3 separate regions of the Mus musculus genome follow, and regions 2 and 3 are each linked to region 1. The links are chromatin contacts, called in public HiChIP or PLAC-seq maps. All regions are on one chromosome and are shown on one strand. The core of a region is the stretch at or near the end of the contact, and the rest is flanking DNA. Distances in the headings are between cores, read along the strand shown.

What was found. HiChIP or PLAC-seq counts read pairs in DNA pulled down with a chosen protein or histone mark.
Region 2: a contact with region 1 is called in an H3K27ac HiChIP or PLAC-seq map of embryonic stem cells, with 9 read pairs. The contact joins two enhancer-like sites. A contact is called at or near these places in 7 of 484 Hi-C or Micro-C datasets (the CH12 cell line, the HL-1 cell line, the N1E-115 cell line and 4 more) and 19 of 115 datasets of contacts at active chromatin or transcription factors (embryonic basal ganglia, embryonic forebrain, embryonic hindbrain and 9 more).
Region 3: an H3K27ac HiChIP or PLAC-seq map of embryonic stem cells shows a contact between it and region 1, with 9 times the contacts expected there. The contact joins two enhancer-like sites. A contact is called at or near these places in 1 of 15 datasets of contacts at CTCF or cohesin (embryonic stem cells), 4 of 484 Hi-C or Micro-C datasets (the N1E-115 cell line, bone marrow-derived macrophages and embryonic stem cells) and 14 of 115 datasets of contacts at active chromatin or transcription factors (bone marrow-derived dendritic cells, cardiomyocytes, a colorectal cancer cell line and 6 more).

The regions. Positions count from the first base shown.
Region 1 is chr4:149,047,890-149,050,797 of GRCm38.p6, reverse strand. All of the region lies in intron 2 of Pex14 (peroxisomal biogenesis factor 14), which reads left to right. Among named protein-coding and RNA genes, the nearest start is that of Gm42351, 39 kb to the right of the region's middle. Within about 2 kb of position 1,322, at least 195 of the 459 cell types and tissues checked have an H3K27ac peak or open chromatin away from gene starts, as enhancers often do. A contact at or near this core is called in embryonic stem cells, where this site is marked.
Region 2 is chr4:148,723,206-148,726,093 of GRCm38.p6, reverse strand. No RefSeq gene overlaps it. Among named protein-coding and RNA genes, the nearest start is that of Gm32897, 23 kb to the left of the region's middle. Within about 2 kb of position 1,638, at least 33 of the 459 cell types and tissues checked have an H3K27ac peak or open chromatin away from gene starts, as enhancers often do. A contact at or near this core is called in embryonic stem cells, where this site is marked.
Region 3 is chr4:148,678,893-148,682,012 of GRCm38.p6, reverse strand. No RefSeq gene overlaps it. Among named protein-coding and RNA genes, the nearest start is that of Gm572, 37 kb to the right of the region's middle. Within about 2 kb of position 1,277, at least 35 of the 459 cell types and tissues checked have an H3K27ac peak or open chromatin away from gene starts, as enhancers often do. A contact at or near this core is called in embryonic stem cells, where this site is marked.

The DNA.
Region 1 (2,908 bases), core at 73-2,572:
ACACTGCTGCTTTACTCTGCAGAGGGCCAGGAAGTGCTCTAGAGCGACAGCAGGAGTCAGGACTTGGTTGTCTGGTGTCGGCCACAGGTCTGCTGCTTGGTGGAGCTGCAGGTGATCTTTAGCTGTCCAAATCTGCCATTTCTAACTTTTGCTATCTTTAATTAACTAATTAATTTTCTTTAACATGTATGAGTGTTTTGTCTGCATGTTTGTCTATGTACTACTTGTGTGCCTGGTGCCTGCAGATGCCAAAAGAGGGTTGGATCCCCCAGGAATTGGAGTTATAGACAGTTGTGAGCCTATCTATGAGTGCTGGGAATGGAATCCAGTCCTCTTAACTGCTGAGCCATCCATCCATCTCTCTAGCCCCAGATTCTTGGAACTTAAGCTATTTGTAGGCTGTGGCAGCTCCTTTCTGTATTCAAACCTTAGTTGTCGATGCTTTAGTCCCTTTCCCCCTTAGCTATCTGTCCGAGGTACCAGTTAATGACTCCTCAGAAGGTTTTAGCTTATACAGATATTTCAGCACACTCCTGCAGTCTCAGCATCTTGGCAGGCCGAGGCAGGAGGCTATGAATTCTGAGCCTGCCAGTGCATGTAATGGAGACAACATTTCCCGATGCCGACATTCTCTCCCGTGGAACACACAAGCCCATCTTGCCCTGTGATCAGCAGGTGTCAAGCCCTCCAGAGGGAGTGCTTCACATGCCACCTGGTAGTCATTTATTTTGTGTCCAGCCCCAGTGATGACTTAATCCTTAAGGTTGCCACTTTCAGGGACACAACCTTTCTTTGTTCCTGTCACAGCTTAGTCATGCATGACAAGAGAGAACTTGGCCCAGACTTGAGAAGTGGGAGCTGCAGTAGTTCTCTATGAGCCAAGCTCTTGAGCTCCTGAGCGGAGCAGTAATTGGGAAAGCATAACATTTAGCGAGCAGCAGAGAGAAGGAACCCAGGTATCATCAGGAAGGTCCTGGGGCCGGCCTGCTGCATAGCTTTAGTGCTGGTCTCCAGCTCGCCGCTCTCCTTAGGAGCATCAGCACCGTGGACACTGAGTCATTACATTCCTTTGCAGTGATTCAACTCAGCAGCTTGACACCTTCATTAATTTTACAACACAAAGCCTGGGTGTTTTCTGCTTCCTCTTTAGCAGTGCAGGGAGTTAGAGGGGCTGCGGACAAGAGCAGCAAGGAGCTATGGAGAGATGCTGCTCTGGGCTTTGAGTGCCTTGCTCTTGTTGGTGCTTCCCGGGATCAAGTCTCCGACTCTTGCTACCACTCAGTTCTGGCGCGTAAACCTTTTATTTCTGTTCCTGGCATGCTAGCTCACCGACCTCCGGCTCAGAGCCAGCTCGTTTGCCTTCTCTGCTGAGGTCACTGCTACCGTGATCCGTGTATAATGGCATTTCCCTCCTCTTTTCAGTATGGAGGCTATTACAGTTTCCTCTCTAAACAGGACTTCAAACAATCCGCTGCCAGTCGGATTTCAAAGCCAAGGAAAAGGCAAATGTCATCCTTTTTTTCTCCCCTCTTTGGGTAACTGCTTTGTTGGCTGCATCAGAAATTAGAGGGGTTGCTGTGGAAATTCAGGTGGGGATGTGTGGGGACAAGGCATTTAAATTTGCTTTTCTTTCTGCCTAAAGGAGAAAATCCTTTTCCTTCTCAACCTTTCCTAAAAAGGAACTTTGATCTTCTCAGCCCAGAGGCCGGGGTTTTCATTTCCTCTATAGCCGGCTGGCGTGTTCCGCTCCTTCTGCAGTGAGGGCACTCAGTGGTGTGCAGCATCTGCAGCCCTGCCCCGCGGCTCGCCTGCCCCAGGCTCCAGCTGCCTCTGTGCAGTAAGTTGGCCCAGAGTCCTCTGCTGAGCAGGAAAATCTCTCCCAAGTCACCTGGTCCCTGAGACCACTGTCACTTGGTACTAAGTAGTGTGGGTGGTTTAAGATAGTTTACCGCCACATTCCTCTCTGGAAGAACTATTCCCATAAAACAACAAAACACTGGCATGTGACGGGGAGTCACTCTCGCAGTATTTTTAACTAGGGCCAAGGGGGGGGAAAATGTGAATGACAGAGAGATTTCACTTTGAAAGGTAGTTTTTGCACATGCAAAGTTGCCACTTTTCATAGAGGCTTTTACTTCATTTATCAATGTTTTAAGAGAGGCTGGGGTCAATAATGCATGCTTTAGACTCCCCTAAATACAGATTTACACAATAGCCCCTAAAATATATTATGTTGAATCACGTCAACTCCTCTCTGCTGCTGTTGCTGCTGCTGCTGCTTCTTTTTTTTTGTTTTTTGTTTTTTTGTTTTTTTTTTGTTGTTTTTTTGTTTTTGTTTTTCGAGACAATGTGTCTCTGTGTAGCCCTGGCTGTCCTGGAACTCACTCTGTAGACCAGGCTGGCCTCGAACTCAGAAATCTGTCTGCCTCCCAAGTGCTGGGATTAAAGGCATGTGCCACCACGCCCAGCTTTCCTCTGTGCTTCTACAGAGGTGTTTTATTCTTTAATGTGAAAAACAAAAGGAGCAAGGAAAAGAAAACAAAGGAAATTAGGGCTCACATGCATACATAATCACTACAGGGCTGGAACCCATCTCAGCAATAGGAAGGGCACAGTGACCACAACCAGGAGATCCCAGCTGAAAGGGAGAGCCCTTCCTTTGACTCTTTGAGCACCAGGGCACTTGATGATATCCATCCCTTCCTAAGTTCAGTTAACTGTCTTTAGTTCGTGAACTTCAGGGTTTTGTGGATAGACTTTCCTTTCTTTTATTTCCTTTTTACACGTTTAATATAAATTAAATATAAATGTGTGCACCCATGCTTGCATGTGCACGCTTGTGTGCTAATTTGTAGATAAATGGGCTAAAATGTACCTCTCGATTTTGTACCCCTTAGAGAAGGAGAAA
Region 2 (2,888 bases), core at 389-2,888, 330 kb after region 1:
CAAACAAAAGAAGACAAAAAACTTAACTAGTAACTTGATGCATTGAGAGAGGTGGCCTATGTCTGTAAATCCAGAACTCGGGAGGCAAGAGAAGCAGCAAGGGTTCAGAGCAAGACTCTACTAGGCGGCAAGTTCGAGGCCAGCCTGGGCTACCTGAGACCCTGCTGCAACAACCACAATTTTAAAAGATGGAGAGGATGCTGGGGATACAGCGTGCACCTAGCACACAGGGGGCCCTGGGTTCAACCCTCCCCCCCAATAATACTTTTAAGGTAATTAAGGTGCTGGCATTTCTTCTTCTGTCATTACTGGTCCCCAAAGCGAGTTTCAGTGACAACCCGTCCCCCAGTGAGCAATCTGGGATGAACAAAGAATTCAACATTTAAATGAAACAGGATCCAGCTTCTTGATATTTTTTTTCCCTTTGCCCCAGGCTCCAATATGGCTCTGCTCAACCATTACTGATCTCAGCTTCATTTAAAATTTTGATTTATTTTTGATCACTGAGGATTTTTTTTGCATTAATTTTTCCCTTAATTTTTTTAACTTATGTAGTTATCACATGTACATGTGCGTGTGGTGTGTGTGCCTGAACGAAGGCCTGTGGGCCTGTGTGCGAGTGCACGCGCGGGCCTGTGTGGCCCTGTAAGGTCAGAGGTGCCTGGTATCTTCTGTCAGGTTCCACCTTTTTAAAAAATTAATCTTTAAATTTTTTACTTATTATCACAGCATGGAGGGCGTGGGGTAAATGGGAACAGGTGCCATGGTGCATGTGTGGCAGTGAGCTCTCTCCTTCGGGTGACCCATGGGTTCCATGGATCTACCTCAGGTCCCCAGATTTCCTCCGTGAGTGACTTCACCCAGTGTCTCCATGCTGATCCCACACTCCAATTTATTGGAGTCTCTTGGTGAGCCTGGGGCTCCCCTGGTCTGATGGTCTAGCCTGCTCTGAGGATCATCCGTGCCCACCTGGACTAGCAGGGTGCCAGTACACCTGCCAGCTTTTATGTAGGCTCGAACTCTTTGTTGCAAAGCAAGCGCTTGAGCCTTTGAGCTATCGTCCACCAAGCCTTTTCATTTTAACCTGAAGCATGATTTCCCTTATCCCTCAAGCTCACTTTGTAGCCTCTGAGGACTGACCTTGAATTTAGGACCCTCCTGCCTCTACTCCAGAGCGAGTGCTGGGATTACAGGTGTGCACACCACATCTAATTTATGTGCCATAGAGCTGTGTCTTTGAGCCACATTCCCGGGCCTTAATTTTTACTTGTCTTGATTTCTCTTATGCAGGGGCCACCGTCACCCCTGATGTTTTGCATTGGAGTGTTTCATTCATCCCCCTCCCCGGGTCCCTGCCTTGGGGAAAGAATGAGCACGCTCTGGCCCTAAGCCCCTATCCACTCACCCGGGATTCCCAGGCTCCTAGGAAGCCAGAGGGCGGAGGCAGGTCCGGGGTATCCGAGAGGGAGGAAGGGAGCTTGGAGAGAGGGGTGTGGGCAGGGAGGGGACGGGGCAGCCCGCCGCCTGATGCGTATCGATTTGCGCTCGGGGTCGGCGCGGGGGCACCACTGCTGGCGGGCGGGGCGACCGCACATTAGCGCGGCGGGGGACCGCTCCCCGGAACGGCTGCGGGCACATTAGACTTCCCGGCCTGGGACGGGCGACCCCCGCGGGCGGGGCGAGCTGGCTCCTGCAAGGCGGGCGCTGTGCTGCGGGGACCCACCCAATGAATGGGCCGTGTACAGCTTCACCTCTGGCTCTCCTGCCTCTAGGCCTCTGAGTCTTCCGTCAGGACTGCTTCATTGAGCCAGGCCAGGTCTGGAAACACAGCACACACACACTACCTTCACCACCACCAGGGCTGTCCATTTCTTTTGCTTTTGTGAGACAGAGCAGGCACCCTGAAGCCCAGCCCAGTCTGGCCTGGAACTTGCAGCAGTCTTCCTGCCTCAGCCTCCTGAGTGCTGGGATGGCAAGCTTAATTACCACATCCATCTCTGGTTCCCCCCCCCCTCCTCCCGCCCTCCAGTCAAGGCTTCTCTAATCCCTGGCACTTCTCTGACCTCTGACCTTGGGGTTGCATTTCCACACCCCTTGAACAACTCTTTTAACAGTATTTTTTGCATTCTTGAGAACTAAAGTGAGCCAGCCCTTTGGGAAATCACTCCTGACCCACACATCCCCAGTGTTGGCATGCATACCCTGGCTGATCCAGAAGCCAAGTCAACAAGGCCCATCCACCATCCTTTGGACAGGGAACTCTTGGGCACCTGGGTAGCCAGGCAGTGGGGCAACATCAAGGTTGAATTCTAGTTCTGCTTCTTAAAAGCTGTGTGGCCTTTGGGCAAGTGAATGAACCTCTCTGTAGGTCTGGGGATGTAGCTCAGTGGTTCAGCATCTGCCCAGCAGAACGGGAACCATAATTCCTGCCCCGGCAGAAAATCCTGGGGACTACGGCAAAGAGTCTTGCTGCAAAAGGCCTGAACTCCCCACGGTGGGTGGGGCACACAGCAAGCAGGACATCCTTTGGGGCTACTGTGGTGGTACTGTCGCAGTCTCGTGGGAGGGGGGATTGGGGAGGGGCGGATTGGCAGTGTGGTTTCTGCCATCTCTGGCTAGCCCCTCCCTCTAGGCTCCACCCCACTTACCTCCCAAATAGCAGAATGCGTCACTTCCGGAATCAGAAAGCTTCCTGTGTCCTGCCTCTTTTCCTCCGGCAGGTTCCTTTCTCCTTTATCCACTTCCGCTCCAGCACCCACCTGCTGCTCCTTGACAAATGTCTGGGGAAAGCTCAGCGGGTTGCCTCCTGGTCTCTCTTCTCCAAGCCTCCCTTCATCTTTGTCTACATTCAGGGCAGCCATGACAGCCAGCCAGGGCAGCCATGACAG
Region 3 (3,120 bases), core at 28-2,527, 370 kb after region 1:
CAATGGGTTAGTCAAGTCCAAAGATAAACTTGTCGAAGCTTAAGAAGACAGCCAGAGAGTGGGCAAGACAGGGGAGGGAAACCCTACCCCACCTTATGGGGAACTGTTCTTTGATAGGAAAAGGCTGAAGAGAAAAGCTGAAAGGAGGAGGAAGACTTCCTAGGGAGAGAGTTACCGCTGACCTCTTCTGAGGGTTGTACCCCAGAGGCCCCCCCACCCCTAAGCCCCCAACCCTTGTAGCAGCCCCAGGTCAGGCTGGAACAGTGTGTTATGCTGCCCCCTGCTGGCTGCTCTTTACATTGCAGCTCCACTTTTAACTGGAGACCCAGCTTCAGGCTCTGGGGTCCAGTGTCAGCCATTCTCCATCTAGAAGGGCCACGAGGACCGCCGCCCACGACCCCACCACCACCTTTAACCAAGATCTCTCCCAGGCAGGACTCGGATCTACAGAGAAGCATGCACTGGTGTCGTGGGGAACTCTGCGGTGAGTTCCCATGCAGCCCCGCCCTGGCTGGAGGAGTTTATCAAATGTGCTTTCTGCTTCCTGGCATTAGGCTCCCCTGGCACTTTTATTCCAGCCATAAAAAGGCTATTTCATTGAGAAATAAAGTCCCATCTCCCTGACGTGTAACTCCTTTCAGAGCTCTTACTCAACTGCCAGGCAAAATTTATGCTTCCTGGATGCTCTCTCTTGTGATTGCAACTGGAAATTGGGCAGAAAGCTGGAAGGCAGATCTCCTTCCTGGCCAATAGGACCTGGGTTTGTTTCTTTGGTCTAAAGGAATTCTGAAGACTCAAGGTGTGCTGGAAGGATTCCTTGCCTAAGAATATGAAGACCTTGAGTTACTATTTTCCAGCTATCTATGTGACCTTGGATCAGGCTGTGAGCCTCAGTTTCTGCATCCATAAAATGGAAACAATCGTTTCTTTCTTCCTCAAAGGGGTGGTCCTGCTTACAGTGGGCAGATGGTGGTGGCAAGACTTTGAAACAGAATGTAGCCTTTATTTTAGAGGCAAAGGAGTTCTTTGACTTAGGGAGTACCAGTCTCCTCTCTCTCTCTCTCTCTCTCTCTCTCTCTCTCTCTCTCTCTCTCTCTCTCTCTCTCTCTCTCTCTCTCTCTCTCTCTCTCTCCCTAGCAGTTGTTTTCTTGTGTGCAATGGAGCACCTCCTGAATCCACAGGAAGTCTTGTTAGAATGCAAACTATCAGGCCTCACTGACTGAATTTCTTGATCTGTCATCTGGGGTGTGGTCCAATTCATTCGTTAAGATAATGCAGTGGCCCAGCTAGACTTTGGTAACTGAGGGACATTCCAAGTTTAATAATTTGCATATCTAAACTGAGCAGGGTGGGACTTGGCTGTAATCTCTTTAACTGAGAGAAGGAAAACTGGAAGATCAGAAATTCAAGGTCAGCCTTGGCTACACAGAGGGTTCCAGGGCAGCCTGGGCTACATGACACCCTGTCTCAAAACAAAACAAAAACAAAACCACCCTAGTGATTTGTGTTTCTAGTGAATTCCCAGGGAATGTAGGCATTGCTGGCTGGGGACCTCACTCTGAAGGGCACAGTGCTGGGGTGTGGAATGGCTCACCCTGGGTCTCCAAAGAGGAAAAAGGAGGGCTGGGGAGAGGAGATAGGCCTGAGACATAGTTCAGTTGGTAGGGTTCTTGCCTAGCATGCACGATGCCTCCGGTTCCATGTCCAGCCTTATATGAGTGACATATGGCAAGGCCGTTCATGCCTGTAATCCCAGCACTCGGAAGATAGAGGATCGGGAGTTCGGTTACTCCCTAATCTGGAGAATTACTGAGTTGATAATAAGTACAGTTCCAGTTTAAGTGAGATTCAAATACCCAACAGAGACTTGCAGCCGGCGCTAAAAGGGTATGCCGTGACAGGAAGCCATCACGGGAAGCAGAGGACATCTGAGAGTCCAGGGCCACAGGCTTGGTACTCACAGAGGCAAACCCAGGGATTTTCTGGCTGTGTTGACTGCTGCGCAGGACAGACAAGGAAGAAGTACAGTGTATGTATGCTTACTGGCTGAGACTCTGGGGAGGAGAAGATTAGAACCCAAGGGACCCAAATGATGTCTAATCACATTGAATAGCCTAGACTGGCTAAGACCCCACAACCCCAACCCCACAGAACCCCTTTCCACGATGTCACGGCACACAGATGTGTCAGGCATAAACAGATGCCTGCCTGCAAGACCTGGGAGGTCTCGGCAAGAAAATTAGATGTCCCCAAGGCAGGGACGATGTTCACGAGTATGCCTGCCATAGCCCCAGAATTGGTCATGGGTACCATTCTGGCCCTGGCACATCAAGTGTAGGAGGGGCCATAGAGTCAGTGTTGTTACGTCTTAAAAGAGAACAGGAGTCCTGCATGGAACCCCGAGCACTTTTTAATTAAAGAAGACTTCCCACTTTTGAGAGGGTGAGGAGAGTTAGCTGAGGGGAAAGAAATGGCTGCCTATTGTTTATTCTGCCTGAGAAGAGCATCCAGAGCCCAGGCCAAGCCAGGCCTAGCCTCTTCCTGCCCTGGGAATTGCTGGACCATTCATAGCGATCATTTTATTTTATTTCATTTTATTTTATTTTATTTTATTTTATTTTGATACAGACTTGTTTGTTTGTTTGTTTGTTTGTTTTGGTTTTTCGAGACAGGGTTTCTCTGTATAACCCTGGCTGTCCTGGAACTCACTTTGTAGACCAGACTGGCCTCGAACTCAGAAAAAAATCCGCCTGCCTCTGCCTCCCGAGTGCTGGGATTGAAAGGCGTGTGTCACCATGCCCGGCTTGATATAGTCTTATTTACCTATGTCAAGCTGGTCTTGAATGTGCCATGTAGCTCAAAATGAGCTTGAACTTCCACCTCTGGTGTGCTGGAATTCCAGATGTGTACCACCGCTGTGCTGGGGATCAAAGCCCTGAGCCTCACGCTAGGCGAGTTCTCTGCCTGCTGAGCTCTATCTATCATCACTTGGGGCCTGATGACTTCATTAACTCCATGCCCTTTGTCTGGTGTCCAAGGATGCAGGTTGGTACAATACACTCAGGACTTGGGAACGAGCTCAAGGTTCACAGAACTTCTGGGTTATGTGTTTATGCCCTG